3 separate regions of the Mus musculus genome follow, and all the other regions are linked to region 3. A link is a contact called in public HiChIP or PLAC-seq and promoter capture Hi-C data. All regions are on one chromosome and are shown on one strand. The core of a region is the stretch at or near the end of the contact, and the rest is flanking DNA. Distances in the headings are between cores, read along the strand shown.

What was found. Promoter capture Hi-C pulls out the DNA fragments that hold promoters and counts their contacts. HiChIP or PLAC-seq counts read pairs in DNA pulled down with a chosen protein or histone mark.
Region 1: a promoter capture Hi-C map of cranial neural crest shows a contact between it and region 3. The contact joins the enhancer-like site here to the promoter of Pax3 in region 3. A contact is called at or near these places in 6 of 39 promoter capture datasets (the 3T3-L1 cell line, 3T3-L1-derived adipocytes, cranial neural crest and 3 more), 2 of 484 Hi-C or Micro-C datasets (granulosa cells and uterus) and 1 of 115 datasets of contacts at active chromatin or transcription factors (craniofacial prominence).
Region 2: a contact with region 3 is called in an H3K4me3 HiChIP or PLAC-seq map of craniofacial prominence, with 2.6 times the contacts expected there. The contact joins the enhancer-like site here to the promoter of Pax3 in region 3. A contact is called at or near these places in 6 of 39 promoter capture datasets (the 3T3-L1 cell line, 3T3-L1-derived adipocytes, cranial neural crest and 3 more), 2 of 484 Hi-C or Micro-C datasets (the MC3T3-E1 cell line and pancreatic cancer cells), 4 of 115 datasets of contacts at active chromatin or transcription factors (craniofacial prominence, embryonic hindbrain, embryonic midbrain and 1 more) and 1 of 9 other capture datasets (liver).

Annotation. Positions count from the first base shown.
Region 1 is chr1:78,080,280-78,083,442 of GRCm38.p6, forward strand. No RefSeq gene overlaps it. Among named protein-coding and RNA genes, the nearest start is that of Pax3, 120 kb to the right of the region's middle. Within about 2 kb of position 1,607, at least 12 of the 459 cell types and tissues checked have an H3K27ac peak or open chromatin away from gene starts, as enhancers often do.
Region 2 is chr1:78,109,021-78,112,114 of GRCm38.p6, forward strand. All of the region lies in intron 7 of Pax3 (paired box 3), which reads right to left. Among named protein-coding and RNA genes, the nearest start is that of Pax3, 87 kb to the right of the region's middle. Within about 2 kb of position 1,496, at least 6 of the 459 cell types and tissues checked have an H3K27ac peak or open chromatin away from gene starts, as enhancers often do.
Region 3 is chr1:78,195,311-78,198,478 of GRCm38.p6, forward strand. Pax3 (paired box 3) reads right to left here and starts at 1,826. Exons shown (of 8, transcript NM_008781.4): 1 at 1,355-1,826; 2 at 1-176. The coding sequence starts at 1,439. RefSeq lists a promoter at 1,390-3,168, an enhancer at 2,545-3,155 and cis regulatory regions at 2,545-2,777, 2,933-3,155.

The DNA of each region.
Region 1 (3,163 bases), core at 357-2,856, 120 kb before region 3:
ACAATTCACACTCCTGATTTAAGTCGCTTTTCTGCCTTTTCCTGCCTTAATGTAAAAGAACATAATCCAAAAGAAATATTACCAGTGCCCCACGATAAATTAGTGGTGTGTTAGTTCCCACCCAATATTCTCTGATTTATGAAATCAACGGGGGAAGCCACATAGGCCAGGCTGCTGTTTCACGGGCCAGCAGAAGTAAATCAAGTTTGGTTTTGTTTGGCTTTTAGAAGTTGATCTTCGTTTCTTTTGCTTCAGCTACCACCTGCATTTAGGCAATAAGTTTGTCTTACCAGGCTAGACATGGCTTTAAAAAAAAAAAGAGTGTTAACATCCCCCTAAGATAGGCAGGAGAGAGACTTTTAACACTTATATTTTTGCTTTAGAATTCAAAGAATCCTTTCCTTTCAAAAGCAATGGGTCTCTGCCGCGAACTGGTCACATTCTTGTCCCAGTGCTTATTCTTATTAAATGCCTGGTTTAAAAACTATCCTTCTTTGAAATGGGTTTCTCGAAGCAGCCATAACCCAACAAGACACTTGGTGCCCGGAAGAGTGAAGCAATGTGACAAAGTAAAGGAAGGGGTAAGACATTAGCATATGGTTTGGATTTCGGGTTTTTCTCTTGTCTGCTGCGTTTTTTTGACTTGACTTTCCCAGGTTTTTTTTTTTTTTTCTTTTTTTCTTTTTTTCTTTTTTTCCCTGTAGTTTAGAAGCACTGAGAGCTGTCAGGGTCTAGTTTTCTTCTCCAGGCAGTATCTTCCCTCAAGAGTCAATGAGCTACTTCATGTGAGCAGCCTTCCTCAGTGAGACATAGTCTTCCCACTCACTGACCTCTAACTTCTTGACTGAATATAAGGGGGCGCTCCCAAATCGTGAGAGCCCTAAGACAAAGCTTCAATTTCCAAACTGAAACTAAAAGGCCTTGCAAACCAAAGACACATCTGCATGTTCTTTACAACCCTACTTGAAACATATTTTAATAACAAAATAACAAGCCTCCTCCACTCCAAATGTTCTACCAGAAAAGTGATAAAAGTTTCAAATAACCAATTAATTGGTTTTACATACTGATAAATTTCAAACAAAACTCTCATCTCAGAGGCTTTTTTCCTATGGAGAAATAGAAAGTATAAAAATCATATTCTAAAATCTTAGGAATAGACTCAAAATTATCTGTTTCCACCTCAGCTCCCAAACAAGAGAACCCATAGCATAACTTCACTCCCGAGGAAAGGCAAACCTGTCTTTACTTCCGCAGATGCTAAAATCCCCCACAATCCTGTGCGAGTTGACAGCGTGGAGAAATGTGAGGGTTTAGTGTTTGTTTCTTTTATCTTATTTTTTGGTTTTGACTTCTGGGAATTTTGTTTGGTTGGTTCATTCCGTTTGGTTTTTGGTTTGGGGCTTTGGGTAGTTTGTCCTAAATCATGCCCCTCTCGCTTGCTATTAGACGCCTTTTCTCCCATAGAGCCTCACTTGTTACGGTGTTTTACCAGCAAAGCCATTCCGAAGTTAATTGTTGTTTTACACAGTAGTGAAACCCAATCACAACGACAAACACACTCAAGGCACACACCCCCTCCGTCTTCGAGCAACGACAATCCCAGCTGTTCCTGCCTGTGACCCCCGTCCTCGGTCCTCGAGGCGAGCACGCCACCGCCTTTGAAGTGGAGCGCACCTCTGTGACCCGCTTGTCCTTCACTTGGAACTGTTTCCCTAAGCCTGACCCTTGAACTGATTGTCTGATGACTAATTCACGTGCTAGAGGAAGGTAACCGGTATCACTGACCCGCCTGCGTTTGTCATTAAGGGTTTGTAGTAAAAAGAAAGATGAAAGAGAAAAGTGTAATATTAAACCAGCAGCCAAACATGGTAGGATATGTTTTGAAAATGTGACTTATAAAAGAAATGGGCAACTCACTGTAAAGAAGTCTTTCAAGTTATGGGGGAAGCCTGAATATACGTTATGTATAGCTTCTAGCTTCCCGGATTCTTCACTCGTCCTAGACCACTAGCTACTGGAGCTGAAAGTATACCAAATTGTATAACAGCCCCATGATGCAAATCTCAAAATCATATCAGAAAAATGTAAAGATCTGCTGTTAAATGATGCCAGCATCTGAAAGGAGTCTGGCTGGCCACCACTCTTCCCATAACAAAGTCAGGCGACAACTAAAGAAAAGTGTGTGTATTGACACTTCTGAATGAAAAGCTACTTGAATCTTTAAATACATTGTCAACTTTACAGAGTTTAAGACAACCTCCTCTCTTACTCATGCATGCAGAAAATGAAAATCCTGTTTAAAAACTTCTTATTGTGAGAAACAATTTAATTAAATGTTATTTTGTCAACAAGATTTGCATTTCTATTAATACTGTGAAAGGAGGTTCGCAAGGGTCACAATGAAATTTCTTTTAAGGAAATAGCAAGGCCTCTAAATGTGGATAATGGGTCTTTGAACAGACTCTAAAGACTGACTTCCATAGACTGGACCAGTTCTTTTAAAGCAATACATAATAAGAAGTCAAATAAACGGGGTGGGGCAGAATGGTAAGATTAAAAAGAGAGTAAAAGATTAAAAGAGGGAAAGAATATAAGGAAAATTCAAAAGGAAAAAAGATCAAAAAGGGGGATTAACCATGTTACTTGTTGTTTTTCAGAAATTAAAAAAGTATGGCGGATGAGGGGTTTGTTTCCTTTCGGCCCAAGAAAAATGCCAATTATGGTAGCTAAACTGCCCGGATCACATATCGGCATGCTTTGGAAATGTGAGAAATGGATGGGAAATATAAACACAGGGCAATAGCTTACAGTTATGTTATGAATTAAGCCAGAAAAATATCAAGATTTAGTCACTGACTAAGCTGCCAAGGTTAATTTTCCCTGATGAATTTGAGCAAGATCAGATAGAAACAATAGCACTGGGAGTCTCCTGCTGTAGGCAGCAACCCTCTGCCTTCTCGAAGCAAGCCAGTTCTTCAGTTTCTCAGGGAGGGAAAACAAAACAAAACAAGACAAAACCAGTCTAAGAGAATGTATCCATCGAGGAGTAATGAAGTCCTGAAAGCCACCCTTCCTTATTGAATTCATGTGATCAGTGTCCTGGGTTCTGAGGATAGATCTCTGATAATAAGATAAAGCCAGACAGTGGGGACTTAGTCAC
Region 2 (3,094 bases), core at 246-2,745, 87 kb before region 3:
TTCTGATTTAGAATTTAACAACACACATTTAGTTAATTCTTTCTAAAAAGCTTCAGTGTATGATGCACACAGTTGTTCATTGTTGATCCTTTTACTCTTCCCTCCAAAACTCTACTGAGGACACATTCTTTTAAAGATGTAATTTATCTCTAAAGTCAAACAAACAAACAAAGTCTATTGAATGCCTTTTGCCAACACAGGTATCCCTGGAGTCCATTAATGGTTAAATCTTAGCAAGTGTACTCTTGAGGCTGCAAAACCTCAATTTTAAATGATGCATGCGGCTCAGAAAACATCTTCAGATTCAAATGCCTTAGGAATTATTCTGCAATTGATTAGCATCTAAATAATTAGATTTGGGGTCCTGTCCGTTTGAAAGCTGTAAGAAAGAGGGAAGTTGCCTAAAGGCAGGGGTCTCTCTTGGGGTCTGCAGGGTGACCTCTCACCCATCGTGAGAGTCAGGCAAAGCGACAGGAGGACTTCTATCTAACTAGATAGAGAAGCATGGAACCTGCTTAGCTAAGGATGTGCTTATTATTATTATTATTATTATTATCCTTAGCTCATGTATTACACACAAGTAGCAGTGTCTAATGAGGGGTGCAAAAGACAATGAGTACCAGACACATGTGGCCCCCATGCCATGAGGACTTCCAAGTTTCATTTGCAAAGCGCATGGTAGGAAATGTTCCGATTGAAGTCTTCTTCTGTCTAGAGACCAACCACAGAAATCACATTCAGTTTCTGAATTCCTTCCAGTACCTGTTTCTCAGTAGGCTAAATGATGTTGATGGCCGTGCACTGTTTAGTATTTTCATGACTATTCTCCTTGTTTTCTTTTTGTTTTTTGAAGTGATGGGGACCAAGCCTAGAGCTCCATACATGGTAGGGAAGCACTCAGCCACTGAGCTACATCCTCAGCCAAGCAAATAGAAATGGCTCTCAATGGATACATATACATGCGTGCATATGTGTGTATCTAGTTTACTTCTAGCCAATGATGAACAGTCACGCCATTTCTACCTATCATCATCATCAAAAAAAAAAAAAAAGAATTCTATTAAGAAAAGATTCAGTCTACCTAGACAAAAAAGTCTGCTTGTTAAACACAATAGATACTAGACTATGTTGGACCCACCATGGACATAATAAACTTCTCATATGTTTTAATTCATTTACGCATGCCTGCATTTAATATGCTTTGGGACCATGTCTATAATTAATATGATTTATGAGAAAGGAACACTTCAATATTGGAGGATAAGGCACATATATTTTTTCCTTCTATGAATGAAAAATATAAGAAAATAGCTCAAGGAAAAATTGTTGGCCCATAGCGTATTCCCATGGACTGACAGAGCCCTTCGTAAACTTGGGAAGTTAATGATATCCTCTTATCTGACCCTGACACATTCGCAGCATGTAATTTACAGAAGCTCTGTCCGGGGAATCTTGACAAATGTTCCTGGGGATGTCAGGGCAATGTTCCATTCTAATGCAAAACAGATGTGGGTCAGACACCCTCATTCATCACTTAGCACAGAGTCTCCAACTCTTTCTTTCCACGGAGGAATAGCATTACCTGCTGTTAACCCTTCTCATTGCAGGGACTTTCTCACAATCACAGTAGACCTCTAAAGAGTGTGCTCTCAAACCCTCGACTACTTAAGCAACCTGTCTGAGAACTCAACTGTAGTAGATCAAACATACATCAGCTTTGGTCCGTGATTGCTTCGGGATATGTTTGCTAAATGCTAACTGACCCTTTGGGACTTCTAACTATAGAAAGGAAAATCTCTATACTTGGGCATCCTTTGGGGCTTTGATGAGATGGCAGTTTGGAATTTCTCTCTTATTTCCTATAAACTAAACCTGCATTTAAGAAAATGCAGAGCGGAGCCACCCTGATAAGCATCTACCCTTCACTTCACCAAACTTGGTACATTGCTCAACATAAGACCCATAAATAGCTTCCAACAAATTAGAAACCCACATTGCCTGCCTGCAATGAGTTCAACTCCACCTCCTTGAGGAAAGGAAGTAGGAGACTGAGTGTACATTCCCTTCTCCCTAAAACTCTTCCCTCCACCCAGAGCTTAGACAAGAGGAAGGATGGCTTGAAACCTAGTAGTTTTGATCTTGGGGTTCTGTTTAGAATTGCACCCAAACTGCAGTCAAGTGACTAACAAGGATCTTTTTCTTTCATTTGCCCTTTTATCTGCCCTACCTAAGCATTAGTAGTCAGTCAGTTTGTAGCCTTTTCTTTAAAGTTGGTCATTCTCTTGTATCCTTACTTAGAGGTCAGAGAATGTGTGGAGGCAGAGGGCATATCTGACATTAATTAAAAACAGGTTCACCTGTGCAAGAGTGAACTGTTTTAAAGATGAATGGGCCATGAGTCAGGTCTCCACCTGTGTTATCAATCGTTCATTCCTTCCTGGGAAATGTTCCTTTAAATGTTGATAGTTTGGCATTCAACACATTATAAATATAGTCGTGTGACATCCACAGAGGCAAGTTGAGCCTGAGCAGGGTTTTCCCACAGAGGAACACAGGCAGGGGATCAGCTCCATGTGGGGCCATGTATGAGCCTCAGAACAGATTATAAAAGGTTAACTAGAACTTTTTAAGAGCAAGTTGCTTCAGGGACGCATAAGTATTTTGTATGAGAAAAAGGACCGTTGTTTCTTTTAAAAGACACTTCTGTTAATTCAGCAATATGGATTGGCTGCACAGTGTCTCACAACAACAACAACAACAACAAAACATTCCCTTCCACAAAGCACACGGTCTATGAATGCATGTGTCCATATGTATGTGGGTATTCTCAGACGTTTAGAAAGCAGACATTAATTTTGAGTGTCTTCCTCCATCACTTTCCATCTGATCTTTGAGACATAGTCTCTCCTGGAATCCGAAGCTTACAGAGTCCAGTAAGTTAGCTGGATGGCCTGAAGCCCCAGTGACCCTTCAGTCTCCGTTTCTCCAGCATTGGAACTATGGTATACACCCTAGTGTCCAGTTTTTAACATAGGTGCTGGGTATAAGAAGTAAGGTCCAAATGCTTATACAGCAAGCGCTTTACCAACTGAGC
Region 3 (3,168 bases), core at 576-3,075:
CAGGATCTTAGAGACGCAACCATGGGACACGCGAAGCTGGCGAGAAATGACGCAAGGCCGAATGCCATGGTGGGCCATCTCCACTATCTTGTGGCGGATATGGTTGGGCAGAGGCCTGCCGTTGATAAATACTCCTCCGAGCTGGTTGACTCGGCCCTGGCCAAGAGGGGTGGACACTGGGAAGAGATGGCGAAAGGAGAGAGCCCGAGAAAGTCATTTAGGAAGAATAGAAAGCAGCAAAAAGAACCTAATTCTGCATCCTTCTGGCCAATTTGCCTGTGACAGTTAAAACACAAACCACCAAGCTCTGGGCTCCCAGTCCCGGACCCTTAAGGTTCTATTTATTCAAATAATTACCCGATGCAAGGTCATATAATCTTTTGGAAATTGAGCGATCGGAATGAGGTAACTGGCTGTAGAGAAACTGTATTTTCTCTTTTATTTGGGGGAGGGGGGCTGTGCTGCAAGTTGGAGGGAGACCTAGGACTGATGTCTAAAATGTCTTGCGATAACTGCCTCAAAGTCCTGAGAAGGCAGAGGTCCCGATAAGGGTATAGTAGGCAAGGGTTGGGGAGGCTCCCGAAAGGAGACACAGGTGACAGCAGGTATCACCTGTTACACTTAAAAAATAAAAATGGCAGCGAGCCTAGCTGTGGACACCACTGCCGAAATGACCGCCCTTGCACGTCACGTTTTACTCTGGATCGAGGTCGAAGGGCTCCTCCAGAACCCCAGTCTCCTGCTTTTACTTCCCAAATTATTTGGTCGGGTTCGGGTTTGCAGTAATTTCTACCTCCCCGAAATTTCCCAGCACCTTTAAGCAAACCGAAAGGCATTGCCAACCATTTTAGAAACTTCGAGATGCCACTTGAGTTGAGTGGAATTTGCTAATCAATGCTAAAACTTTTCAACTAGGAAGGGCCACCAGAATTTTTCACAGCAGGAAAATTCTTGCCGAACTAATAGTAGTTATTCAAAAGTGAACGCAGCCCGCACAATTTCGTAGCAACTTTAGGTGAACAGAAAGAGAACTTGCTTCCGGCGCTGCGAAGCTTGTTCACCTTTCTCACGGCAGCAATTCCGAAACAACAGGGCAAAGTGGAGCCGGCAGGAGCAGGCCAGGCAAGCTCCGAGAGCTTGTAGTGAGCTTAGCACTCCGTTTGCAGCCAGAACGTGAAATGGGGCTTCTCCCGCTCTCCACGAGAACCCCCTCCCCACTTTTGCTTCTTGGGTTGAGAAGTACCACGGGAAGAGGCTCCCGGTAAGGCACGAGTGGAGGCCCTGGAGACCAGGATTGGGGTGCGGCAGCCAATCCCAGGCCCGGGGATCCGGACGAGCTGAGGCCCTAACATACCTTCCAGCGGGAAGCCGCTGCGTGGGTAATTCTGCCCCGGGCCGGGCCGCATCATCCTGGGCACAGCGCCGGCCAGCGTGGTCATCCTGGGGGCAGCTTCGCTCGCAAATTATATCCAGGTGAAGGCGAGACGAAAAAGCGAGCACAGTGCGGCGGGTGACCCTCGGGAACTCTCCGGATCTCGGAGAGCTCCTCCCCCAAAAAAGGCCAGAGAGGGAGGCGGGGCGCGGGGAGGGGGGCGCTAATAGATCCAAGTCCACAGGCTCCAGAGGAGTCCCTTGAGTGCAGGATCCCAAGCCCAGGGCGGACGAGTTTGGTGCGAGTCTAGCAGATCGGCCCCTCAGCTGGGGCTACTGGCAAAGGTGCTCACTGCACCGCGAAGATCGGGTGAGGGAGGGTGGTGACGAGGCAGGAACACGTCCCAAGTCTCCTCCCGTCGTGACACCGAGTGCAGGGATCCGGACTAGGGAGCATTTATTAGTTCTTTCACCCAAAGCTTGATCAGGAGCCCTGAGCTGCGATTGGCCGAGGAGGAGACCGTCCCGGGTGGCAAAGACACGCGCTGATTGGGCGACAGAAGCTACTTTCTCTTCCCATCCCTGACGGTCCCCAGGCCTCCGCCGACCCAGAGGGGGACTAGCTCTGTGTCCCTTTCTCAAGAGAAGGGTGGACAGGTTGAAACTAGGAGAGGCAGCTTGGGTGGCAAGAGCCAGTGAGGATGGAAAAAGGCTCGCGGTGTCCCTGTCCCTCTACATGAGATTCAGCCTTGATCATCTTGGTTTTCTATTACTCTGTCCTAATCTCTTTCCGCCTTTCTCTGGAAACCTTGCTATATCCGCCCCTTATTTCCTCTGTCTGCCCCTGCTTTTCACCTGTGGATTTCGCTTCGGGATTACTAATACGGAGATGGCGGTGGAGCAAATTTGGAAAGGGGCACAGAGAATTCCGGATGTGTTTCCTTTTCCTTTCTCTGGTCTGCCTCTGGGCCTGAGCTCCCTATGTGAGCCTCCCAGAAAGGCATCTCTCAGGAAGAGTCCAAGATGTGCCCAGAAGGTCCTTTTGTCTTTCTTAGGCTGGGAATGAAAGACAGGTGGCATAGCCATGACAGAGACTGAAGAGGTTAGGCCTCCCCTGGGCTCCAAGTTGCAAGCAATGGGGAAGCCAGCTCCTTTTCTTGGTTTAAAAACCCTTCTGAGAAGCGGGGACTTTAAATCTCCACGTACACATTCATCCCCGATGCACTTGCATCTATATGTTGAGGTTTTGCCCGGGTGCAGCGTTTGTTCTCAGGAATTTATTATGGCATTCAGACTAAACTGCTGGAAAAATAAAAGAAGCAACGTCTTGGCTAGGAGCTGAAGTGTCCCCAGCAGGATATGACGCCAGGAGTGTTGTAAAGACTGTCTGTCCTTAGAGAAGGTACCATTGTGCCTAGCCTTTTATTTATAACTTGGTAAGTGCCAGCGAACACTCCTCCCTTACACCCCCCTCCCGTGCCAGCCCCACGTTCTGCGCTGCTCTTTATTCCCTCAAGTCTATTCAGGGACTGTCACTCTGGGGCCGAGAGGTATTCAGGGCCTTAATCAATCAAAAGGATGAGAATCAGGCAGGTTTTTTCCCCTTTGAAATAAAGGAAACAATGACTTCTGGGCTTCAAGTTCCCTTTTCTTTTTATGATATTTGAATTTTTCCTGCCCCTGAATCCTCCAACCCTCTCTCCATGTCCTCCCCCCCCCCATCTCCTTTGACAGTTTTGATGTGAACTCAGGCCCCCAATCCTACTTGCCCACCCCCTAATTAAGGCAAACTCAAGG